2 separate regions of the Mus musculus genome follow, and region 2 is linked to region 1. A link is a contact called in public Hi-C data. All regions are on one chromosome and are shown on one strand. Each heading gives the region's core, a stretch centred on a gene start, on an enhancer-like site or on the middle of the called end of the contact. The rest is flanking DNA. Distances are from core to core; before and after follow the strand shown.

Region 1 (5,073 bases), core at 369-2,868:
CCAAAAGAATTTAATACAATATAATGTTCAGTACACATGCAAGGAAAATAAAAATGCTGTCCACCATGAATGGCAGAAACCTCAGATTCTGCGTTCTGTGACATGTTCCTCTGGCTGTTTCCTTAAAATATTTACTCATTTTGGATTCTGAGGTGTCAGCAGTCTTTCTGAAAACCTTGCTGTATATAGTACAGTGCAAGCCATGCACAGCTATAGATTCGGCCAGTCTTTTGATGATAACGATCTTTGAAGGTTTCCTATCTCTAGAGATGCTCACTATACCCTCTGCAAATGATGGAATACAGCTACAGGCTTAGCACAGGCTCCTCAGATTGAGTCATGGTTGAAACCACTCAGTCAAGAAACTAGTCAGTCTGTCTGAAAACCAAACGGGCTAGAGAAGAAATGTGAAGATGACTCAGATTCAATTCTGAAAGACTCTTTAATGGGGCCATTGATTCAGCCTCCGCTGAATATTTACTAAAAATGAAAAATAATATTGGCAATACTCTTTCTGGACTTTCTTCCACACAGCTGTGACATCTGAGGAACACATGGAACCATGCATACAAAACCCATAAGTAACAGCATCCTTCTTGCTTACGATTGTGTCCATCATTCCACAAAGGCATTAAGTAAAATGGGTTGTTTTCCAGGAAGCCAGAATGCACTGCAAGTCAGTAAACCAGGCACCACCACTCTGTTTTATAATCTTTTTATGATTGAATGATTGATTGATTTTAAACTCCAAATTTTATTCCCCTCTCAGTCCACCCTTCAACTGTTCCACATCCCATACCTCCTGCCCACCCCCTAGCCCCATGAGGATGCCTCCCACCCCAGCAGACTTCTAAACTCCCTGAGGCCTCCAGTCTCTTGAGGGTTAGGTGCATCTTCTCTGACTAAACCCAGACCCTGAAGTCATCTGCTGTATATGTGTTGGGGGCCTCATATCAGCTGGTGTATGCTGCCTGATTTGTGGTCCAGTGTGTGAGAGATCTCAGGGGTTCAGATTAATTGAGACTGTTGGTTCTCCTACAGGGTCGCCCCCCTCCTCAGCTTCTTTCAGGTTTTCCTATTTCAAACACAGGGGTCAGCAGATTTTGTCCATTGATTGAGTGTAAATATCTGTATCTGACTCTTTCAGCTGCTTGTTGGGTCTTTTGAAGGACAGTCATGACAGGTCCCTTTTTGTGAGTGCTCCATAGCCTCAGTAATAGTATCAGGCCTAAGGGCCTCCCTTTGCACTGGATCCCACTTTGGACTTGTCACTGGACCTTCTTTTTCTGGGGCTCCTCTCCATTTCCATCCCTGTAATTCATTCAGACAGGAATAATTATGGGTCAAAGTTTTCACTGTGGGATGGCAACCCCATCCCTCGCTTGATGCCCTCCCTGTCTTTCTGCTGGAGACGGGCTCTACAAGTTCCCTCTCCCCAGTGTAGGGCATTTCATCTAAGGTCCATCCTTTGATTTCTGAGAATCTCTCACCTCCCAGGTCTCTGGTACATTCTAGAGAGTGCCCCCAACCTCCTACCTCCCAAGGTTGCCTGTTTGTATTCTTTCTGCTGGCTCTCAGGGCTTCAGTCCTTTTCCCACACCAAATACCTATCATCAGTTTCTGTTCAAGTCCAGAATCCCTATTGCTCATAGAAAGTGTGCTTTAAGTACTGGCCTTGGCCCTAGGCTTGTGAAAAACAAATGACTACAAATGAGGCAAAGTGGGAAGGGGCTGTGCAGAAAGCTAAGGTCAGCATCTATTTGTATAACTATACACGCGATACAAGAATAAAACCCAACCAGGAGCAAAATGACTGTATACCAATCACAGGGGCAAATGTGAGAAGCTTGATGTCCAAAAACTATGAGAGAAAGATCAGAAACAATCCACTGTTCCTCTTTCCTCCCTTTGTAGCCACGCATATGATAATGCTAAGATGTGTTGCGTTGATTAGCTATCTATCAGCTGACTAAAACCTTTAGCATGGTTGATACTTACAAAAGGACTTACCCAGTTTGGGACTATGACAGTAATATACAACTAGACTATAGAAAATATAAATGCCCAGCTTTTCATGTAATGAGCAGACTGTTTTATTAAGTTACTGCATCCTTTACTATCCCACCTACAGTGACCAGGTTTTCGGGGAGCTTCATGCAGAGAGGCATGGCTTGCTTATCAACCTAACAGTTACAGAATCATATATAATTATGGTCCTAACCTGAGTTTTCCTTGACATTGAGACAAGCACCTTCTCTCCAATGCATTTCTCATTCTTCTCATGTCTGTGTGTGTCACTTCTCTTTTTCTATGCTGTTGCCTTTTTTTTTTTTTTTGACTAGTCTGCATAAACTGAAGGGGACTGCATTTTGTTCATTTAATGTGTTAGAATTCATCTCAGATTTACTGGGAGACTTTTGCCCTTCATTCAAGTGACTTAGATAAGTTAACAGCTTTTCTCCAACGTCAGTACCTTCTGTTTCTGGTTTAAAGACTCTTTCTTCATATAGAAGACAAGAGACACTCTATACTGTTCCCCTAAATGTTTCAAATAGTAAAAATTCAAGAGCTTAGTGCATCTAGAATTGATTTCTGAGCATGATGTGATCCCCTTCATCCTTATAAGGCATGCTTTGTCTTTTTTAAATGTGTATATGCCTATGTCTATGAGAGAGAATGCCACATGAATGCAGATGGATGCAGAAGCCAGAAGAAGGCATTGGGTCCCATGGAGCTAGAGTTATAGGTGGTTGTACACTGCCTGTGAATGCTGCAGGTTAAATTGTGTCCTCTGCAAGAACACTGAGCTGCTTTCCAGCCCCAAGTCGTGTCTTTTACATTATGATAGAGTGCTCTCAAGACAATACTCAAATCACACCTAACTTGAAAGACTTCCTGTTTCCTAACTAGATCCCACAGCATTTGAGCGACTCTGGAACTCCCTTCTTGAAAATGTGTTCTGTTTCCTTAAAGCCATCACTCTTCTAACTCCTCTCCTCCTTGCTGGCTGCAGTTTTACAGCCTTCGTTGCAACCTCTACTGGTCTCCTACATGGTCTATCCTCAGCTATTCATCTTCTCCCTATTTAGTCATTCTCTTTGCCCTTACAATACTCCTACTCTTATTCTTAGACACCATTATTAACCAAAACACTATGTATTGGCAATTTTAATATCTGGCACTTTGACCTCCCTGCCTCAAGTTCTTTCATCTTTAAGAGTGTCATCTGTCTACTGGCCATGCATTCAATGTTTGTGCCCCAACTTCCAACTCATATGTTGAAAACCCTAATACTAAAATGAGGGTATTAAGAGGTAGGGTAAATTAGGGAGGTTATTATATCATGAGGAAGAAAACTTCATGCCTGGGATTTATGCTGTTATTCAAGAGGGCCTGGAGAGACTTCTTACTTCTTCTTCTACTCACAAACACAGCTAGAAGATGCTATCTATGTAAAAGAAAGTGATCCCATACCAAACACTGGACCTAAATGTATCTTGACTACGGATTTCTCAACATCTAGAATCACAGGAAATAAATTTCTTTTGTTCATAAATGCACCTTCCTTCTAGTTTTGTCATATATTTGTTATGGCAAAAATATTTGCTACATATTTTGCTACAGAAGCCTATGAAGATTTAAAATAATCATGTTTTAAGATGTTAATATATTCAAATCTAAGAGAAGGGAAACCCCCAGGACAGTCAGGAGATCTCTGTATGTCAGCCCTTGCCAGTCACACCAAGTGTCAGATGACAGGTATGTTGCTTGGGGTTGTTGGTATTGTATGCTAAGGTATCCACCTTTGTATGGGGTCTAGGTAAGAGAATCACACTCTTTTCTCTGTCTAGAGTATCCCATATGTTCTTTGGCCTGGTTTCTATGTTACAATTTTAACATGCCCATGTGTCACTTCGGTCTCAATTCACAGTGACAAATGTATAGGGTGACACTCTTTCTACTCCCAAGAAAAAGTCATGTATCAGTCTCTGCTGAATGGGTCATGGCAGAAAGATGGTGTTTATGGTACACCCTGGCACACAGTCATTCTTCATCCTGAAAACTGAGTCGAAAGGTGGGTACAAAATGGAGTTTCTAAAAGCAAGGTACAGCCTGAAATAACATTGCATTGTATGACATACAGTAAGTTATAGCAGGACCAGGCCTGGTCTCAATAGTCCTAGATATTTTTAACCCAAAACTGAATTTACTGGCTACAATTATCTTTAATCTAAGCATAAAGATTTTTATTATGTTAGAAAGGTTGACCCTAATCCCAGGATAAAATAGTGCTAGAAAAATACATTCTCACAACTTCCAGTGCTTCCTATATCACAGTACCACATTTATTATTTTTGTTTATGTTTATTTTCCAATTGACTCTAAGCATTAAGATGACAGCAATGATATCTGTATTGTTAATAACAGAAGGCAAATGCTGAATACAAGGATTGGTATATAGTAGGAACCTAATAACATTTGTTTAATAAATAACTTTCAATAATAAACACTACAGTGGCACCTCTCAGTCTTAGCTTGGAACACCAGAAATTCTACTGTGTGGTCTTCTCAAGTTATCATCCAGATAGGCCTGCCTCTTCCAGAAACTCCAGTGCCTGTGAACTTTATACACAGCCATGCTGCTAAAACCATGTCACCTCTTTCTTCTGCTCTTATAAGTTTGTTTCTCTCTGCCTAGCTTATTTCTGCTTATGCTCCAAGTCTTCTATGAAAAACAACCATTTGCTAAATCCTTTTCTAGTGCCCTCAAACTATTTAGACATCTTCCCTCATTCACAAAGAACACCGAGAGTATTTCTAATATAACATGCTAACACATGACCTCTACTCTAAATATTGGGATGGGAACTACAGAGATTTCTCAGTAAGTATGGTGTACAGCGTGGAAGTATGGGGACTCAAATTCCCCAGAACCCACATATAGCTAAGCATAAATATTGTATCGTAGACATGATTCCATGGCTCTTACTTTGATATGGGAGAAAAATAAAGACACACAAACAAAATAAACAAAACAGGAGAATCCCTAGAAGCTCATGGGACATGTCTAGA
Region 2 (4,557 bases), core at 1,377-3,876, 400 kb after region 1:
ATGTATCTTTATTGATTTGCATATGTTGAGTTGATTTTGCAGCTCAGGGGTAGCGATTAGACATTTCATAGCATCTTAATGTGCTCTCCAATTCACTTCTTAAACATTTTATTGAAACTTTTAAATCTATGTTCAAAAAGGAAATTGGACTATAGTTTTTCTCCCATTCTGTAGATGGTTTTGGTATTAATGTACTACTGATTTGTAGAATAAAGTTGATAGTGTGTCTTCTCTTTATATTTGTGGAATAGCTCTAGGTGTATTGCTGAAGGTTATTTTTTAAAGGGTTGGTTAAAATCCAGCAGTCATTCCATCTGACCCTGGACTTTTCTTTATGGGTAGACTTTTGGTTACTGCTTAAACTTTAGTGTTTATTATGGAAAAAAGAAATAAATCATCTTCATTTAATTCTGATAGGTCAGGCAGGCCTCAAAATCACAGAAATCTACCTGACTCTGCCTCCTGAATTTTGGGAATAAGTGAGTATTAAGAGCTTTTTTTATGAAAAAGTATAAGGCTTTGTAGTTACAAAATATCCTTTTCTAGCTGTCTTATTTATGTTCCAAAAGTTTTGAAAAATTGTGCTATCATTTGCATTTAGTTAGAGCAATCTTGGTGTTTTCCTTGTTTAGTTCAATAGCCTATCGTTCACTTATGAGTGTATTGTTCAAATCTTTCAATATTTGTGTACTTTTTTGGAGGATTTTTTTTTGCTATTCATTTCTAGTTTTATTCTTGCACTAACTCATAATACACAATGAATGCTCTCTTTTATTGTATTTGCTAAGACTTGCTTTGTGGTATGCATTGGGATTTATTTCAGACAAAGGACTTCACTCTGCTAAGAAGCGTGTATATTCTGTGTTCATTGGATTGAATATTCTGTAGATAACCATCAGGTTTGTTGGTATCAGGTTTCTTTATGATTTTTCAGTTGGATGGCCTTTAAGTTACCCACTATTTTATGTCTCTTTAGTGCTTTCTAAGAGACTCAACTTCAGTGCATGCATATACAATTTTCATATCATATTAGGGAGCTGCTTCCCCCAAATCAGCTTTTGAAGAGAAAATTTCTCTCTATATGAGACTAGTTCTGAGGTTAAACTAACTTTCAAATCGTTACAGTAATCATAATGAGTACTTGCACTAGGTCTGTGATGTGTCTAAAGGCCTCTCAATAGTTTAAACATTTAATCATTATTCTCATCCCAAGGAGTGTTGGTGATGTTCATATCCTTATTTTATAGAAGAAGAAACCGAGGCACAGAGCTTCGTAGCATCCTAACCAAGGTCACAAGATGAGCAAGCGGCAGAACTAAAGTCTGAAATCGATTCATTTATTTCCTTCTTGTCTCCTCTGCCATTGCACATTTATTTTCCATAAGGTTTCTGTGATCTCTAGGCCAAGCGAGACTCCAAAAATAACAATTTTAATTTCCAAATCGAGGGCATGATTTCTAAATGGACCAAGTTATTTTTGTGAACCCTACATAAAATTCAGGAACAGAACTTTGGGAAGGAACTTCCAGATGGCAGAAAATCTTCACAGTTCAGTAATTAAGCCTTTTGAGAATGTGACTGTGTGTGATGGAGCCACCAACTGATTAACTGTACAATATCAATTATATCAAATGGCACTACTTTAATTCTGTCAAAATTTAGAGAAATCTGACATGCTGACATGAGATTCTGTGAAGTGTGATAATGAGCTGCCAAATGTCATATAGTGTTGTGGGGAGGAGGTCGGGGGCACCCTTGCTCTCAGATTAAAGGTAGATTTTACTCTTTATTCATATCAAGTTGTGCTTTATTAAACACCATGAGCAGGCATATATACACACTCACCCCATTGGATGAACAGCCTGATCATTTTGGTTTATATGCCTCAAATTGTTCAACTGAGAAGTCAAATTTGTAACTTTGTGTGAGTGTGTGTGGCTGAGAAAGATTGCGTACTTAGGAAATTAGGCTCTTGTTCATTCCTCCCCCAGTCTTGTAAAGCCCTCCTCACATCTCTTAAGTTTAGAAGTTTAACTTCTCTCATGGTATCGTGACAGAGACTCATCTGGCCAGGAAGGACCAAGTCGGGTTGGTTGAATAGCAAAGCCAGAGTTACTAAGTGACAAAAAACTTTCAACAGACTTTGGCTTTCCTGAAAAGAGAGGCATGCTTGCTTTATTTATTTATTTATTTATTTATTTATTTATTTATTTATTTATTTTTTAAGTGGAAATGATCGTTAAATGTAAGTTTGTCTCATTAATGAAATAGTAAAAATAAATTTAGGCAAATACATGAATGTAAAGTTTCTGTTGTGTTCAAAGAAGACAAAAGGCAGCTTTTATTATGAATCAATGAGACGTCTGAGCGAGTGCTGTGCCATGAGAATGCATGGTTGTTTATGTAGAAGAGTTGATGGTGATGATGGTAGCTTTAACAGCCAGCCTACCAGAGCAATCACCCTTGGCTCCTTCTTACTTTCTTTCATGCACTTCCAGTGACCTCCAGAACATTCTCACTTGGAAATTCCAGTCTCCCTCAAAAGTTTAAAGTCTTTTCAACCCACCATCTTATCAGCTTCTTCCTTCTTGGACACTCCCTTCCCCTTGATCAGACTAATGTTCTCAAAGCTATGGGAAGCTGACAGCTGGTGGCCTTCCTTATCTCCTCTTCTTTCTCTCGCCCACTTTCAGCGCTACAGTGTTTATGAATTATTTACTGAATTAACTCATTCACTGTTTTGAGCTGAGTATAAAACAACCGTTTCAAAAGCTTTCCTTGGGGCTTCGGGAGGTTGATCAGCCAGTGAAGCCCTTGCCTCACAGCATGAGGACCTAAGTTTGGATATCTAGCACACTTGTAAAAGTGGGTGTTTGGGGTGGCTATCATCCCAGAGATCTGGAGTTAAAACACAAGAACTTTCCAGAACAGGATGGCCAGTACGATCAGTCTAAACCACATGTTCTGAGTTCAGAGAACTTGCTTCAGTAAAGACAGTGAAGGCTGATATAAGAAGGTTCCTAATGTCAGGTTCAGGCCTCCACATGCACACATATGCCTATGTTGATGCATACTCATACAGACATGCCCCCTTACCTATGTGAGTATGCAAGGCCATACACACATGCATACACATAATGAATAAATGCATTTTTTTTTTTAGTAAGTTTTTTCAGCTTACAGCTAACACTTTGCCATGCTGTAGCAGCATTGGGCAAAGATTTTGTTTCTATGGCACTCTTTGTACTAAGACTGTGCTCTTCAGCTGCCACTACTGTCCTCCAGGGCTACTCTTCACTGTTTTTTTCCTCAGTGTGATTTTGTAAAGGCCAGTAAGATCATCCAGCCCTGGCTACCTTCTATTTGTAGTTCTTGAATCACTGGATATCTAGACAAACCTCACTAATGACAAATGATGACAGAGCTGATGAAGACATTTCTTCTTGTGTTTGTCCATTCATCAGTTTTTTCAGCTACATTTTTTTTTTCTTGTGTGTAGTTGGCTCAGGGAAAACCAAAGAGTCCAGTGATTAAAGTAGAGAATATGTTACTTTCCACTCTGACAGGTGCTTCCATGTTTTTATAAGTGATCACGCTTTTACTTATTGGTCTTTAGAAAGGGAAGAGTCCAGCCCACCTCACTGCCTTCTCCTAGCTCCAGCAAGGAGAGGAGGGTGGATTAAAAATTACCTCACTCTGCCTGGCTCTCTGTTTATAGAGACAGGGAAGGAAAGTACAGCTGATGGCAGTTAGTGGGAGAGGATTGCCAGTCCAGCTGCCTTTTTATCTCGAGATTCTATGATTTACTCAATTACTTGCTACTATATTTAGAGAGTAAGATTACTTCAGACTCTTTTTCCCTGACTGTTTGGGCTTAGTTACCAGTTCTGGGTAACTAACAGGGAGACTGCCACTTAAGGGCCATTGCAAGTCTCTTTCAATGATGGCATTTTTCATCCCTTTCCCCAGCTTTTGGAGGTCAGACTTTGCAGAGCTAGCCATTCAAAGATGCCAGTGGCCCCTCAGTGTGTTAAAGGAATGTGCTTGAAGGTCTCAAATGAGACACAATACAAAGGTAGATGGAAAAACATACATATCATATATTTACTTTGACATTCTTATCTCCCTAAACTTTTATCTCTTTTATATTACCAAGAGAATTCATGGATTTTTGCCCTCAACCATTTTTTTTTTTTTTTTTTTTTTGTCAATCAGGATATATTTCAGTGGACCCTAGTCCCTAAGCTTTTAATTCACTCATTTAAGAGTATACAGTGAATTAAGACTTTATGACAGGTACATGGTATTAGTCTTTAGCCTGGTTCACTGTAGCTTTCCAATCCACTATTCTGCATCATTAGAATGCCCATTTTTCAGAAAGTTGTCTTTATAGATAAGGAAAGCATATTAGGTGTGTGGGAATTTTATACTTTCTCTTGATGCATAATCGATTTGATACTTGTTTTGAATGTAGAGTAAATAACATTAACTATAGGTTAATTGTGGTACATAGGATTTATTTTGCCAGACAACTGGCTCAATGATGATGCCTTGAGC

Evidence for each region. Hi-C and Micro-C count contacts between places; a contact is called where the count stands out from the background.
Region 2: a contact with region 1 is called in a Hi-C map of the G1E-ER4 cell line, with 2.1 times the contacts expected there. The contact joins two enhancer-like sites. A contact is called at or near these places in 3 of 484 Hi-C or Micro-C datasets (the AML12 cell line, the G1E-ER4 cell line and MC3T3-E1-derived osteoblasts) and 1 of 115 datasets of contacts at active chromatin or transcription factors (astrocytes).

The regions. Positions count from the first base shown.
Region 1 is chr1:69,343,458-69,348,530 of GRCm38.p6, forward strand. No RefSeq gene overlaps it. Among named protein-coding and RNA genes, the nearest start is that of Gm28497, 85 kb to the right of the region's middle. Within about 2 kb of position 1,619, at least 1 of the 459 cell types and tissues checked has an H3K27ac peak or open chromatin away from gene starts, as enhancers often do. A contact at or near this core is called in the G1E-ER4 cell line, where this site is marked.
Region 2 is chr1:69,744,150-69,748,706 of GRCm38.p6, forward strand. No RefSeq gene overlaps it. Among named protein-coding and RNA genes, the nearest start is that of Gm29822, 41 kb to the right of the region's middle. Within about 2 kb of position 2,627, at least 10 of the 459 cell types and tissues checked have an H3K27ac peak or open chromatin away from gene starts, as enhancers often do. A contact at or near this core is called in the G1E-ER4 cell line, where this site is marked.